Linked DNA regions of Sus scrofa: all the other regions are linked to region 3. The links are chromatin contacts, called in public Hi-C maps. All regions are on one chromosome and are shown on one strand. The core of a region is the stretch at or near the end of the contact, and the rest is flanking DNA. Distances in the headings are between cores, read along the strand shown. Region 1 has its middle 63 kb from the start of ERRFI1. Region 2 overlaps PARK7 (Parkinsonism associated deglycase). Region 3 has its middle 43 kb from the start of SLC45A1.

What was found. Hi-C and Micro-C count contacts between places; a contact is called where the count stands out from the background.
Region 1: a Hi-C map of liver shows a contact between it and region 3, with 6 times the contacts expected there. The contact joins two enhancer-like sites. A contact is called at or near these places in 6 of 47 Hi-C or Micro-C datasets (embryonic fibroblasts, liver, mesenteric adipose tissue and 1 more) and 2 of 2 datasets of contacts at active chromatin or transcription factors (alveolar macrophages and skeletal muscle).
Region 2: a contact with region 3 is called in a Hi-C map of liver, with 9 times the contacts expected there. The contact joins two enhancer-like sites. A contact is called at or near these places in 1 of 5 promoter capture datasets (fetal liver) and 5 of 47 Hi-C or Micro-C datasets (embryonic fibroblasts, liver and skeletal muscle).

The regions. Positions count from the first base shown.
Region 1 is chr6:68,743,225-68,747,969 of Sscrofa11.1, reverse strand. No RefSeq gene overlaps it. Among named protein-coding and RNA genes, the nearest start is that of ERRFI1, 63 kb to the right of the region's middle. Within about 2 kb of position 1,584, at least 29 of the 83 cell types and tissues checked have an H3K27ac peak or open chromatin away from gene starts, as enhancers often do. A contact at or near this core is called in liver and skeletal muscle, where this site is marked.
Region 2 is chr6:68,635,357-68,639,612 of Sscrofa11.1, reverse strand. PARK7 (Parkinsonism associated deglycase) reads right to left here. Exons shown (of 7, transcript NM_001078663.1): 5 at 4,029-4,098; 6 at 226-312. Among named protein-coding and RNA genes, the nearest start is that of TRNAE-UUC, 5.6 kb to the right of the region's middle. Within about 2 kb of position 1,927, at least 9 of the 83 cell types and tissues checked have an H3K27ac peak or open chromatin away from gene starts, as enhancers often do. A contact at or near this core is called in fetal liver, liver and skeletal muscle, where this site is marked.
Region 3 is chr6:68,888,194-68,893,029 of Sscrofa11.1, reverse strand. No RefSeq gene overlaps it. Among named protein-coding and RNA genes, the nearest start is that of SLC45A1, 43 kb to the left of the region's middle. Within about 2 kb of position 2,164, at least 27 of the 83 cell types and tissues checked have an H3K27ac peak or open chromatin away from gene starts, as enhancers often do. A contact at or near this core is called in fetal liver, liver and skeletal muscle, where this site is marked.

The DNA of each region.
Region 1 (4,745 bases), core at 335-2,834, 140 kb after region 3:
AGCGACCTCAGACTTCTGTCCAATTTCAGAACAAGTGAGAAGGGACAGCAGTAGCAAAGACGAGGTATTATTTAACAGCCGGAAAGGCTCAGAGACAGCGAAGGCAGATAAAAATGGTACTGAGTGTTGGGAATTTTTTTTCATGTTTATATAAGGGCAGTTTTACTACCAGTAGTTAAGAAACTGAAATATAAATAAACCATAAAAATGTATCTAGACCATGTAAACATTATGGGCTGTACGATCTGGCCTGAAAAAAATCTCCTCACTTGCGTGCTGGATTTCCAAGGCGTAGCCTCTTGGGATATTAAACCCCAAAGGGAGTTTGATGGATGAGAAGGGATCCAGAAACCAACAGCCCTCAGCTCTGAAGTCTGTTCATCAAGAGGATTTTAAAATCCCTTCCCTTCGGTTAAGAGTAAATTATTTCGTTTCAGCCTTTCAGAGATGAGTGTTTCTGCTCCCGGGACAGGGGTGACATTGGAAGGGCAGAGCATTTACAACCTGAAGACCTGGGTTTTAGTTTCTGTTCTGCCACTTCCTAGTAGGAGGTTAGGGAAGTGAAGCAACAGCCCTGAGCCTCAGTTTCCTCATCTCTAAAATGGGGCGATAAAATGACCTCACTAAGATTGTTACGGTCTTGGAAAGCCTGGTGAGGGCACCCTGCGACTGTTTAGCCGATGCATATCTTAAAGCAACTGGAAGTCGTTATTTTATGCCTGGAAAATTTCACAGTTAAAAGTATTTTAAAAGTCACGATTACGGAGAGAACAAACTACTTTCAATGTCATTACCAAGGGTACTGGCTTCAAAGCCTCTCTTTGTAAAGACAGCTCCACGCATCCCTGAAGGATTCTAGATACTCATCTGCAGACCCGTGGAATTACCTTAGCAATGATGACAAATAAATACATGCATTTTATGTCAAGAGCAAAAACTGTGTCCCCTTTGTGCTGACAACCAGCTTTCCAACTGTAGTTAAATGCTCCACAAGAGCGCGTGGAGACGCGGGTTTACAAGGCGTTTGGAGGGATTCCGATGTTTTCCTGCCTCCTGCACTTCGGCTCACTCCCCCGTGGAAAATGTCACTTGTGCCAACGGTGGAGAAGCTGCCAGCTCCTTCTGATTTATAGCCTTTTCCTGTGAACCGCCTCTCAGAGCTGAAAGCAGGATGTTACGTTCATGTTTGCTTTTGACTTCTCCCCCCACGCCAGGCGTTTACATCAATTTAGACGAAGAAGCCAAAATCTCCGCTGTGCTGTTTGATCCCTGGTTGAAGTACACACTCACCACCTCCCGACCCTTGGCCCTTCTCACCTCCAGTGATGATTGTGGAGGAGGAGATCCTGGGTTTCAGAGAGAAACACAGAGCCTGGTTCTGCTTGAGAGAGCATCTCCCTCTCCCTCTGAGTCCTCGGGGGCTCCCATGAGACTGTGGCATCCCCACGTTTGGATTCCCCCCCCCAAAAAAAAAAAGTTATCATTAAATCTCTGCCAAGATTTAAAAAGCACAGTGGATGGAGTGACTTCACATTTGAATGAAACAGGCAATTCGCTGGGTGGAGTTAATGAGGGGAGAGGTGAGTCACGATGGCGTCTGAGTATAATTACAGCCCATTTAGAACTGAGCACGTAGGTACGTGACCTTTATTCTCCACCAAGGCTGCACCAACGTTCACTGCCAAGCTGACACGGACAACCCGGGGGGGGACAAATCCAAACTGGCAGAAGCCACGCATGGGATCGTGTTCGTGGTGATTAGATGGCTTGGAGAATGGATGAGGTGGGGAGAAGCCCTGTGCTTCCATCAGTTACACACCTGACGGGGTTCAAGGGACCCCGGGGACAGGGGGCTGGTCTCCAAGGCTTGGAGCAGAATCCCTGCCATTGTGTTCCCGTCCATAATCGCTGTTACTCGGACAGACCCCGTGTTGAGCTCCTCCGATGTCTCCTCCCTGCCTCCCTCCCCTGTTACCTTACATCCAAATACCAAACTTTTGGATTCCCTTCCCCCCTCCCCAGGAAGGAGGATGGAGGGATGGGGGATTCTCCCCCCACCTGCTGCTCCTAACTGCTCAGACACATATCACAAATAGCCCGATTCGATGGTTATTCCCCTGTGAGATTACAAGCTCATTGGCCCTAGAAACTATGTCTTCTTACCACCATTTTTTTATGCCCTGCGGCGCCAACACAGTCTATGATCAAAAAGTATCTGTTGAATGAACAAAGATGTTAAGGGGCCCTGTCGGAGCCACCACCAACATCTTGACTCTGATGGACAGAAGTCCTTTAATGCCCTTCTCATCACCAAGGTCACACCAGTTATCCTGTGTCTTTCAGAAAGATGCCCCATCTTGCAGAAAGCAGACAAAATCACTTGGCAGCAGTAGAGGTTAAGTTCCTAGATGCTTTGAACAGATAATCTTGCTTTAAAAGATAACAAACCCTGAGATCACTAGTATGTGGAATCTAATAAAAAATGATACAGGAGGAGTTCCCGTTGTGGTGCAGTGGTTAACGAATCTGACTAGGAACCATGAGGTTGCGGGTTCGATCCCTGGCCTCGCTCAGTGGGTTGAGGATCCGGCGTTGCCGTGAGCTGTGGTGTAGATGGCAGACGTGGCTGGGATCCTGTGTTGCTGTGGCTCTGGTGTAGGCCGGTGGCTATGGCTCCGATTCGACCCCTTGAGCCTAGAACCTCCATATGCTTCGGGAAACGGCCCTAGAAAAGGCAGAAAGACAAAAAAAAAAAAAAAAAAAAAAAAAAAGAAAGAAAAAAAAAAGAAAGAAAGAAATAAAGAAAAGGAAGATCCACTGCAGTCCATCTCGTTATTCATCAGAAATTGTGGCAAATTATATGAGATTTCACTTTTGTTTGAGAAATTCTTGCGTAAGAAGGAAAAATAAGTATCACCCATATCGATGTGCCTACACTCATCCATGGCATATGTGTTAGAAGTCAGCCTTGCCAGCGTTTTGAAGACATTGCTCAAAAATACAAGTTATCTTCATCACATGTAACAGCGGATTAGAAATAAGGGAGAAATATGTCACATGCACTGAGTACCATATTCTGGCATCAGGAGGTGATGTGCAGTCGGTCCTTTCCCCGCATCCTCCTAAAATGTCCAAGTAACATTTTGACATCCCCGGTCACATACACCCCAATGTCCCGAAATGAAATGTCATCCTCTGTAGCACTCATCTCTTTCCAAAATCACTCTAGCCTCCTCCCGATCGCCCACAGTTTTTCCTGTCCACAAACACGTTGGGTGCTAAAATTCCATGTGTTTCTTGTCATAACGACCCTAATTGGTCACCAAAGCCGCTCTATGTCATACCAATTTCAAAGACACTCAGAGTACTTGGTGACTCTCAGATTACAAACATGTTATTAATTGACATAGTAATTCCATAAAGTAATGAACAATTATGCCCGCCACAGAGGAAACTAAACCTCAGAAAGATTAAGTCATTAGTGCTAGGATAGGACAAGGTCGAACTAAGACCCAAACTGGAAACAAGGTCTTCTAATTCAGGGCTGTACTTAGAAGGCAATGCTTCCTTATCTTTCCCCATGGTGTGCTGTAAAAGAACAGCAAGAAGCCAGGAACAGGGCTTTTTAAAAAAAAAAAAAAAAAAATGTTATCTTCTAAAAATAACATCCCACATTTAATCCGAAATTGCTCAGTTATCTCAACCGTTCCTGTGTGTTTTTTTTGTTGTTATTGTTGTTTTTTTCCTTGTCTGGGGACAGCTGACCTGTCTCCAAACCTTGAGAAGAGCCTCTGCCTTCTTCAAAAAAGTCCTGTGCATCCTTCTCTGGTTCAGTAGAGCCTCTCAATGGCTCTCTAGCTTCAGGTGCTAAGACGCAATTTGGATCAGGTCACTTCTCAGCTCAAAGCCCCTCAGGGGAGGAGTTCCCATGGTGGCTCCATGGGTCGAGGACCTGACATTGTCTCTGTGAGGATGTGGGTTCTATCCCTGGCCTCACTCAGTGGGTTAAGCATCAGACGTTGCTGGGGCTGTGGCGTAAGTCGCAGATGTGGCTCAGACTCAGCCCCTCGCCTGGGAACTTCCATAGGCCCCAGGTGCAGCCATAAAGAGAAAAGAAGAAGAAGAACCGAGAAGGACGAGAAACCCTTCGGTGGAGTCCTCCATCATTCAGAGTAAGAGCCAATATCCTTACCACCAGGCCTTTTATGATATGGACCCTGTTCCCTCTCTATCCTCACCCCCAACCCCTCGTCACTGCATTCCAGCTGTGCGCTTGGGTTTCTCGGGCACTCTCCTGCCCCAGGGCCTTTGCACATACTCTTCCCTTCCCCGGGATGCTCCTCCCCAGAAGTCCATGTGATTCACACACTGCAGAGGTCTTTATTCAGCCACCACCTCCTCAGAGATGCCTTCCCCGACCCCTGGATCTATCATTTCAACGCTTCCCTGCCTCAGCTCAGCCTGTTCAAGATCCTGTCCCTGCCTGACCTCTTCTGTTTTTCTCCCTAGCACTTGACACGACCCCACACTTCTGAATCAAGATCACTTACTAATCTTGTGTGGTGTCACGACCCAGGACACCAGGCCAGCCAACACAGGGGAAGGGAACCACCCCGGGTGCGGTGGTGACCATGTGCAAATGTGACCAGTGCTGTCATCGTAAACCGTGCTCAATCCCTTTTCACACCACTGCTAAGCACTATTACAAAGTCACTTGCGGTTGGAATAGCTTTAAAAAAAAAAAA
Region 2 (4,256 bases), core at 678-3,177, 250 kb after region 3:
TGAGCACCAGAATCTGGCTGGCCTCTGGCTCAGCACTCATGCCCCCGGGCGTGTGTACTCGGAGACCCGCGTGCGCTCATCTCTCGCGCTCCGGCGAAGCAAGGAAGCCGTCCCCCCCCCACGGAGAAGACCCAGGAGTTCGTTTTGTCACCGCATCTACCGAGCGGGAGACAACGAGATGGTACAGTGGCCCGAGAACACACGCACACACGTACATCTACTTACTTCCGTTCATCATCTTGTCTTTAGCAAGTGGGTGCGTCGTAACTTTGCTTCCAAAACCGATCTCATGAGCCAACAGAGCCGTGGGACCTAAAAAGAAGAAGAAATGAAGCGGCGATATAGAAAAACTCATGTTTTAAAAATTGTAGCAACCAAGCAAAATTATTCTTCAACACCAGGAGGCTCTTATTTAAGATACACTTGGCATTCTGAAGTTAAACCTTCTCAGCGCGAGAGGAAAGGTACGTGGACAGTAAACCGTCTGCCGAGCACACGTGGCAAAAACATACAAACTCAAAATACGTCCGTGTCCATTTAATCGGAAAGATTTACCTTCATACCCAAGGAGCAAAGAGATACACAGACCCGGCCCCCTGGAGGGACAGGCTGCCGGGCTTACAGGGACAGCCAGGAGCGGAGACCCCCGAGGGCTAAATGCCTGGTCTTACTCCTTGCAGATCAAAGACCCAGGTACACATTAAAGGGCCTCGCGCTCTCTGAACCTCTGGGACAGTTTCATTCTCCTACTTGAAAAGGAAAAGGCCACACTGGCCCATCTGCCTATCGCAACACGTCCTGCAGGGAGATCACTGACTTGAACAGGAACTACTGTCCCAGCCCAAGGAGAGCCCCCGAGACGCCCACGTCTGAGACATAAAAGCACCGGCCTTTCCTCCTAAAAGCCATGACCCCGAGAACATATGAGCACAAACGCCAGTTGTGACCCCCTAGGCCTCTCCTCTTAAAAGGAAGTTTATAAAAAAGCAGGTACTAACAAGATTTTTATCCAGATGTGTAGTCAACTGAAAATGGCCAACTTCCCTGGTAATCACAAGCATTCGCTAAGCCACCAAAAAATCACCACCACCACCTAGAAAAACCTCAGAAGAGCAGCCTGACCTTCACCGGCCAGGGCAGCAGGGCCAAAGCCCTAGAACAGAATCTGTACACTTTACCTTCTGCAAACCTGAGCATTTGCTCTGGCTGACCTTTCATTTTTCCAGAAGGTTCCAAGGGAAAAGTAGTTATATAACAGACCACAGGCCACTCAGATCTTAGATGCTACTAACAGGAGGAGCAAACCAATAACATATCATGACATAAGCTTTCTGCCTACCCCCAGGTGCCAAACCGAGTCCTCACTTATACCGGACATCAGAAACCTTTCAGCACCGCTGGTGTCCCCTTCCGCCTTGCTTGCCCTCAGCATACAAGAGCTACGTATGGCAGCAGACGTCAGAAGTCTATAAAAGTTGAGTCATTATCACTCCACTTTTATTTGAATGGATATTCATGAATTACTTTCTTATTTTGTAAGATTTTAGGAAATAAGAAGTAACTTCCATTATCCTGTATTTTCAAGCAAATGTAAAGAGATGAGCGATGCTACAGTGAAGACCGGGCTCACACAGTGAGTCCGGAACTGCCGGGCTGTGCCCTCAGGTGATAAAATCACCGCCTATAATAACGTTAATAAATGTATGTGCACTCGCAGTGACGCCTTCTGGGGCTTAAGAATCCTATCTGGAAAGCCAGAGGCGATATTTAACTACTCCTGCCACTTGAAGCGCTGAAGGATGAAAGGTGGCCACGTCTGCAGCCGGGGTCCAGCTCGAAGCAGGGGCACAGCAGACAGAAAAAAGAGAAGCCTTGGCGGAACCGGAGAAGGCCAAGGGCGCCACCGTGTGGTGATTTCGCAGAAGGACCATCACGGCCACCCCTGCCCCTCCAGCTGTCCCGTCCCTGGTCCCTGGTCCCTGGTGCCTGGCCTGTGCTTATGCCTGGAACCCAGCATGTGCCAGCTGCCCCTTCCCGTCCAGGCTTCCCTCCCCCTGCCCTGCCCAGAGTGGATCTCACTTTATTTTCTTCTTGCGAGAATCTCCTTTCCAGCGGGTCTCCCTCAGTCACTTAAGGGTGAAGCTAATATTCCTGGAGCTCAATGAACAGCCCCACCTCCCACCTGCAGCACTTAAGGACCACCTGGCTTTCCCTGGCCGACGTGAAACACCCGAGTCCCGGCCTTCGAGGCTCCCCATCGCGCTCACGCTCGGGTCACTCCTCACCTCACCACCCCCCACCTCTTCCTCGTGTGTGCAGCACGGTCAAGGCACCGCCGACGTCCGGAGGCAGGTGTGCGCGAGCCTCGGGCTGGCTCCTTGGGAGCCCGGTCCTCACGCCTGCCCCAGCAGAGGCGGGAACCAGATGCGGCTGATGACTGTGCCGCCACGGGGACCCCAAAGGACACGCTGACAGGTGGTTTTCGCTTTCGGCGGATAAGGGGACCGGCGCTCCCCAAACCCTTCCTTCCCTCCTCCCCTGGCTGAAGCACAGGGAGGGAGGCAGTGTCCCGGGCAGGGGGCTCGTGGGGATGGACCGGGCCAGGTCCTTCACCGACCAACAGAACCTCTCTCTTCCTCCTCAAACAGGGATGTGGCTGCTTGGCTGCAGTGTCCTTCAGCAGATAAACCCCTGAGCCCCAAGGGCAGGTCAGAGATCAGTGTCAACTGGAACCCAAGGCCGGGGTCTGCCAGGTGGGGGCCCCTCAGGCCTTCCTGGTGCTGGAGCAGAGGTTCTCCAACACTGAGGCCTTGAGACCCTTCGGCTATTGCGTGAGTGACACCGACCAAGGACGGCCACGCCAGTTAGAGATGAAACCCGGGGAGGGCTCGCAAACGAGACTGACTAGGCGAGCACACAAGCCAGGCCTGAAGGACGACACCGTCGCACGAGGACGTCACTCCTGTGAGGAGAAGGAGGAGCAGCGGGGCAAGTGTTAGCAGCGTCTGCTCGGGCCGTCCACACCCTTTGAAAAACTGAGAACCACCACTCTAGTGCAGACTGCCCAGATCCCTGGTCTACGGCTTCTTTTAAAAAGTCTATTGTAGGAAACAAACATCAACATGGCATTTTGTCTAACCATCCAGACAGTCGTTTACGTATTCGCTCTTCTGGCAAACATTTACTAAAGACCTACGAACAAGAAGAGCATCTGCCAAAATTAAACTATGAAAAAAAAAGGCAAGACGGCAGAATATCATCTGATACTAGGGCAAAAAGAATGGGTTTTAAAGCGTCAGAAAACCAAGTGCTCGCAGTTTTCAGAGATGTGGGGACGTCTACGGAGCATGAACCACCTTACTCTAACCTAAGTGGGCGCTCACACAGCACCTAAGACCCCACGAGCGCGCGACACTGGGCGTCAGGCGGAAAGCACCACAGGGGGAGCGCAGGGCAGAGCTGCTGTGTGGACATCTGCCCGATTCCTGCTGACTACGCACTGGCAGCTCTACCTTCTGGCAGGGGGATTTGCTGTAACGGGCTATTTACTGAATTCCAGGGGCCCTATTTCCCTCACGGTCCACCGAACATGGAAAACCACTAAGTTTCACAGAATGTGGACCAAAGGCTCAGAGACGCAGAAAATGGAACTGCAGCCATTTCCGAAATGACACCAATTCACGCCACCCAAACTAAATACACTAGCACAGATGCCCCTCATGCTTCATGGAGAAGTATTTGGAACAGAATTTTACAATGAAGACGTATTCCCATTTGCTTTTTTTTTCAGGGCCACACCCGCAGCATATGGAGGTTCCCAGGCTAGGGGTTGAATCAGAGCTACAGCTGCCAAGCCTACACCACAGCCATGGCAACGCCAGATCTTAGCCATGTCTGTGACCTATACCACAACTCATGGCAATGCCAGATCCTTAACCCAATGAGCGAGGCCAGGGATCGAACCCACGTCCTCAGGGATACCGGGTGGGTTCGCGGACCACTGAGCCCAGCTTGGCCCTGCACGTTACCTGCACAGATGGCTGCTATGAGGCCCTTCCTCTTCTCCTGCTCCTTCAGGATGTCCTTCACAGCAGCAGACTATGCAGAGAAACCAAAAACACATCACGTTATCACTGAGCCACAGCCATCTCTGGCTAAACGCTGGTAGGCTCTGATTTTAGATTAAAACCACAAGATCTTCCATCTGACTCTCTTTCGGTGTTGCGAAATTGTCGATACAAACACTACCAAATCTT
Region 3 (4,836 bases), core at 915-3,414:
TCTCATCAGATTCCCAGAGGGTCGTTCCAAACATGTTCAGGGAAATGGCAGGATCGTTGCAGTAAATGCGTAACCTCCCAAAATGACGACGTGGTTGGGCAACACATTTGGAACACGTGGAACCAGACAGCCCGGAAGGGAGTCCCACTCCACGCCTTCCAGCCTCCGTGACCTTGCGGGCCCTCATAAATCGATTCATGCTGAGGCATCTGTGATGAATGTGATAGCTGCCTCAGCTGAACCGAAAAGGACGCCTGGAAATTGTTAGCCGCAGGCACACATCCCTGCTGTCGGTGCCTCGCGTGATATCCGACACAGTCAGCGCCCCATAAATGGGGAATGGATGAACTCGGGTGGCCCAGGCGCTGTTGAACTTGGATGTGGGGGAGGTTCTGGAGCAAGAGGGACACTCCCAGAATTCCTCAGTTCATTCCACGGTTGTGATGCACAGCCTCTGTCCCACATGCATGGGGTTTGCATAGCCCTGAAAACTCGTTTCAGGGTGGACAAGTACAAGCTGATGAATCAGGGAAACTTGGCATTGTAACACTGATTATAATTAGAGGGCAATACGCTCCATTATATCACTTTTCAGGGAGTTACAGGACACTGCTCCATCAGTGATACTGCCTAAAAGGATCGCTGTGGTCAAAAGCCCTTAAAATACATCAGGAAGGATTTCAGAAGCAAAGCTGTAAGTATGCCCATACTTTGGGGTACAACCTACATGCCATATGCATTTTTAAATATTGTATGTCAAAAATTTTTTTTCTTTTCTTTTTACAGCTACGCTGGAGGCATATGAAATTTCCCTGGGTCGGGATCGAATCAGAGCTGTAGCTGCCAGCCGAAGTCACAGGCACAGCCCCACCAGATCCGAGCCATATCTGTGACCTATGCTAAAGCTTGCGGCAATGCCAGACCTTAACCCACTAAGTGAAGCCAGGGCTCGAATCCATATCCTCACGGACACTACGTTGGGTTCTTAATCTGCTGAGCCACATGGGGAACTCCAAGAAAATACCTAGATGAACTGTTAAAATAATCACAAGAAGGAGAGGTTGATGTTGGGATTAGGATAAATAGGTTAGATTTCTTTCTTTCTTTCTTTCCCAGTAAGGGGGTGGTTTGAGGGACACTAGAGAATAATTTCGACACGGATTTTTAGGTTTTCTGTCCATCAGACAAATATTTATCCAATGCCTAATTGGCCGAGGCCCAGCTAGGTGCTGGGATTCAAAATGCACAAGAGAGACCAAACCCTGTTCTCACTCCATCATTGAATATTAACATGAATTTGTTTGCCAAATTTTGGAAAATTCATTGGGAAGATATCGAATGAAACTTGGAAGGGGAACATTTAGAACCAAATGCCCAGGAACCAGAGAGGTGCCCAAGGGATAGATGGTAATTTTATATAACAAAGAAGTGCTGATCTGCTTAATATCCTTTACAGAAGTGATATTAAAACTCCAGTAGAAAAATGTAGGCAGGAGTTTCCTGGTGGCGCAGTGGGTTAAGGATCTGGCGTTGTCACTGCAGCAGCTTGGATGGCTGCTATAGTGCAGGTTCAATCCCTGGCCCAGGAACTTCTTCATGGACAGAAAAAATAAAGGGAGTTCCTGTGTGGCTCAGTGGAAACGAATCCAACTAGTAACCATGAGGATGCAGGTTTGATCCCTGGCTTCACTCAGTGGGTTAAGGATCCATTGTTGCGTGAGCTGTGGTGTAGGTTGAAGACCCAGCTTGGATCTGGTGTTGCTGTGGCTGTGGTGTAGGCCGGTGGCTACAGCTCCAATTAGATCCCTAGCCTGGGAACGCCCAGGTGCCGTGGGTGCAGCCCTCAAAAGACCAAAAAAAAAAAAAAATGAGCCAAGGACCACAGGCAATTCAGAAAGGAGAGATACAAAGGCCCACACAAATTAAGTGCAAATTAAAATATATGCAAATTAAATGCAAATGAAACTGTAACCATGCAGAGTTGCTGGTAAACCTTCAGAGTTAGTAGCTCGGCAAGGAGAAGAGACTAAACAGACTGGAAATAGGGTCTGATAGATCGTCTACGCTGAAGATCCTTGAATCCATTCCTCTGGACTGCGGTGGGGAGGTGGAAAAATGCTGAGTTGACTCGTTGGCACCCGGCCCAGCTGGGCTTTCTTATGTAACAAAGGCTTGAGCTAGTTAGTATGAGAACTTGTGAAATGCAAGCTCAGAGTGGCCAAAACAAATATGTGGCCAGAGGAAAGCCAGCCTGGCCACCGTTTCTCTAACATTCGCGTTTTTATAAACATAGCAAAGAGCCATAAAACGGAAGGCTGTGTTTTGCCACAGGCCACACTTGCAACTGTTGTTTGCCTGTACATCTGCTGTATCACCTTCACTATCGAAAGCCGGAACATTCCATAAAGTCCATGGAGAGCATTCAAAACGCTCATCAAAACAAGCCAGCCCTGGCTGGAGAAAGGCGGGCTTTCTGTTCTCTGCTGGGTATAACCACAGTTTTCCCTTGCTGTTGGATCTTTCTAGCAAACACCTAGAACCCTCTCCTCCCCAGAAACCAGGTATCGGTGACCAGGAGATATGTTTGTTTAGCATCCTGTGCCCTTATTCCCAGAAGAGAGGGAATGGTACGGAACGCTCCGTCAAATAAACAATTGCCCAAGGTCTTGGACAAAAGGAATTGGGAACAGGAAGCAGACAGAGGACTCGTTGCCCCAGGTAACTGCCTGATAAGGTAAACACACGTGTACAACGAGTTCCTGTCCTCCTGTGATAAATATTTATGTGTTGCGCCCTGCGTTTGAAAGCACTAGACCATTTCTCGTCTGCACGTTGACCTTTGGATGCAAACCACGGGACGGACGGATTTTGAAGGTGATATAATTAGTTTTTGTGGCTCCAAGTTGTACCGGAAACAAGAGACACTGTCGTTTTGGTGAGCATTTAAAAAGCGATTCAGCAGGTGTGCGCAGGTAACAGGGTCAACTTACAGTCGGAGACTTTTCTTAGTTGCTCCTGGAATTCAGTGCTTTTAGGGAGATGCTCTGGGAGTTTATCATAAGCAAACGCACAGCCTCCTGAGGTTGGACGTGATGGACGAACTCTGGGTAATGCAGGGCTTTGTGTTATTTCCTGGGGATACTGAAGACCTCATTTGTAGGATACTGGTGTAGCGTGGCCCGAAATTTCTGTCATCTGATATATTTCACCTCAACGCTCATAAACCGGCCGGGGCAAACCATCTCCCTGCAGTGAGCTGTATTAACCCCACCTCAAGCAAAAGTCCAAGGCAAATGGCAAAAATAAGGAAATGCATTTGCCCCTATATCCCCACGACCACCTTTCTAGATGGTACAAGCTGGAGACCTGCGTCCGTCCTTGTCACCTCTACCTCTTTGACTCCCAATGTTCAATGTATCTAAAGACCTTATTGTCCTCCATCCACCAAATATCTCACATGTGCATGATGCTCCTTCTCCACCTGTTCTGTCATGCTGTTTGCCCTGAGTCACCAAGACCCAACTCAAGACCCAACTCAAGGTCCTCCCTGTCCGCCAGGCCCTTCTCAGTTTCCATTTCTCATCAAATGGCATCCTCCCCAGTTCTGCTTTCCAGGACCTGGGCCCACATCCTGGGGTCCCCCGACCTTCTCCCACCCTTCGGCAGGTCTTATGGATTGTTTGTCCTTCCTGAAGACCTTGGCGCCATCCACCCACATCGCTCTGTGCTCACTGCCTCCCCCCCTCAGGACATTCTCACCTTCCACCTGGACCATGAAATGGCCTCCTGGGACCTCAGGGGTCCTCTTTGCTGCCCTGGCTTCATTGTCCTCCACCAAGCCTGGGAACATATGCAATTATAAACCTGATGGAGGAACTTACTGGCTGAAAATCATCTGTGACGTCCCCTTCCTTCCAAAGATGGAGGAAAAAGATCCCATCTCCACCTCCAGGGCTCAACTACCTCCTTCCTTCGAGCTTCATGGGGGCTGCTCAGAGCTCTGGCTGCTTCAGCTTCCATTGCAGGGCCCAGTGGACTCTCCACGTCTTTTCCCTTTTTGTTCATCTCTAGGAACTTACCAACATCTAAGATGAATGGATTAGCCAGCACGTCACAGGTGCTCAGTAAATACCTGTGGAATAAATGAATGGATGAACCAATCAAGGAAACCGCCAGGGTGATGGATGGTGAATTCAACCAAGGACATGGCAAAGCTTAGAGAGGAGCACACCATGTGCTGTGAGCCTAAGCCTTGGGTGCCTGCCATTCTTAGCCATAAACACAGAGGCTATAAAGGAGAAATTGGTTCTGACCAAGGATGCCTCACCTTAACCTGGTCTCTCCAGCCTCCAGGCCTGACCCCCACGTCCCTCATTCTCATCCTTCACATTTCAGCTCAAACCACCTTCTTTCATGTCCCTGGACACATCCAGCTCCTTTGGGCCTCAGGGCCTTTGCACATGCAAATATCGTTACCAGGAATGCTCTCCAACCCACACTCCATCTTTCCTTCTTAAATGGTACTTACTTTCTTTTTTTTTCTTTTTCTTTTTAGAAATACACCTTTGGTATATGGAAGTTCCCAGGCTAGGGGTTGAATCAGAGCTGCTGGCCTACACCACAGCCACAGCCATAGTAACACAGAATCCAAGCTGTGTCTGTAACCTACACTGCAGCTTGCAGCAACATCGGATCCTTAACCCTCTGATGGAGGCTGGGGATCCAACCAGCATTCTCATAGATACCAGTTAGGTTCTTAACCCATTGAGCCCCAATGGGAACTCCTCCCACTCATCTTTTGAGTTGCAGCTCCAGTGTCCCTTCCTGAGAAAAGAC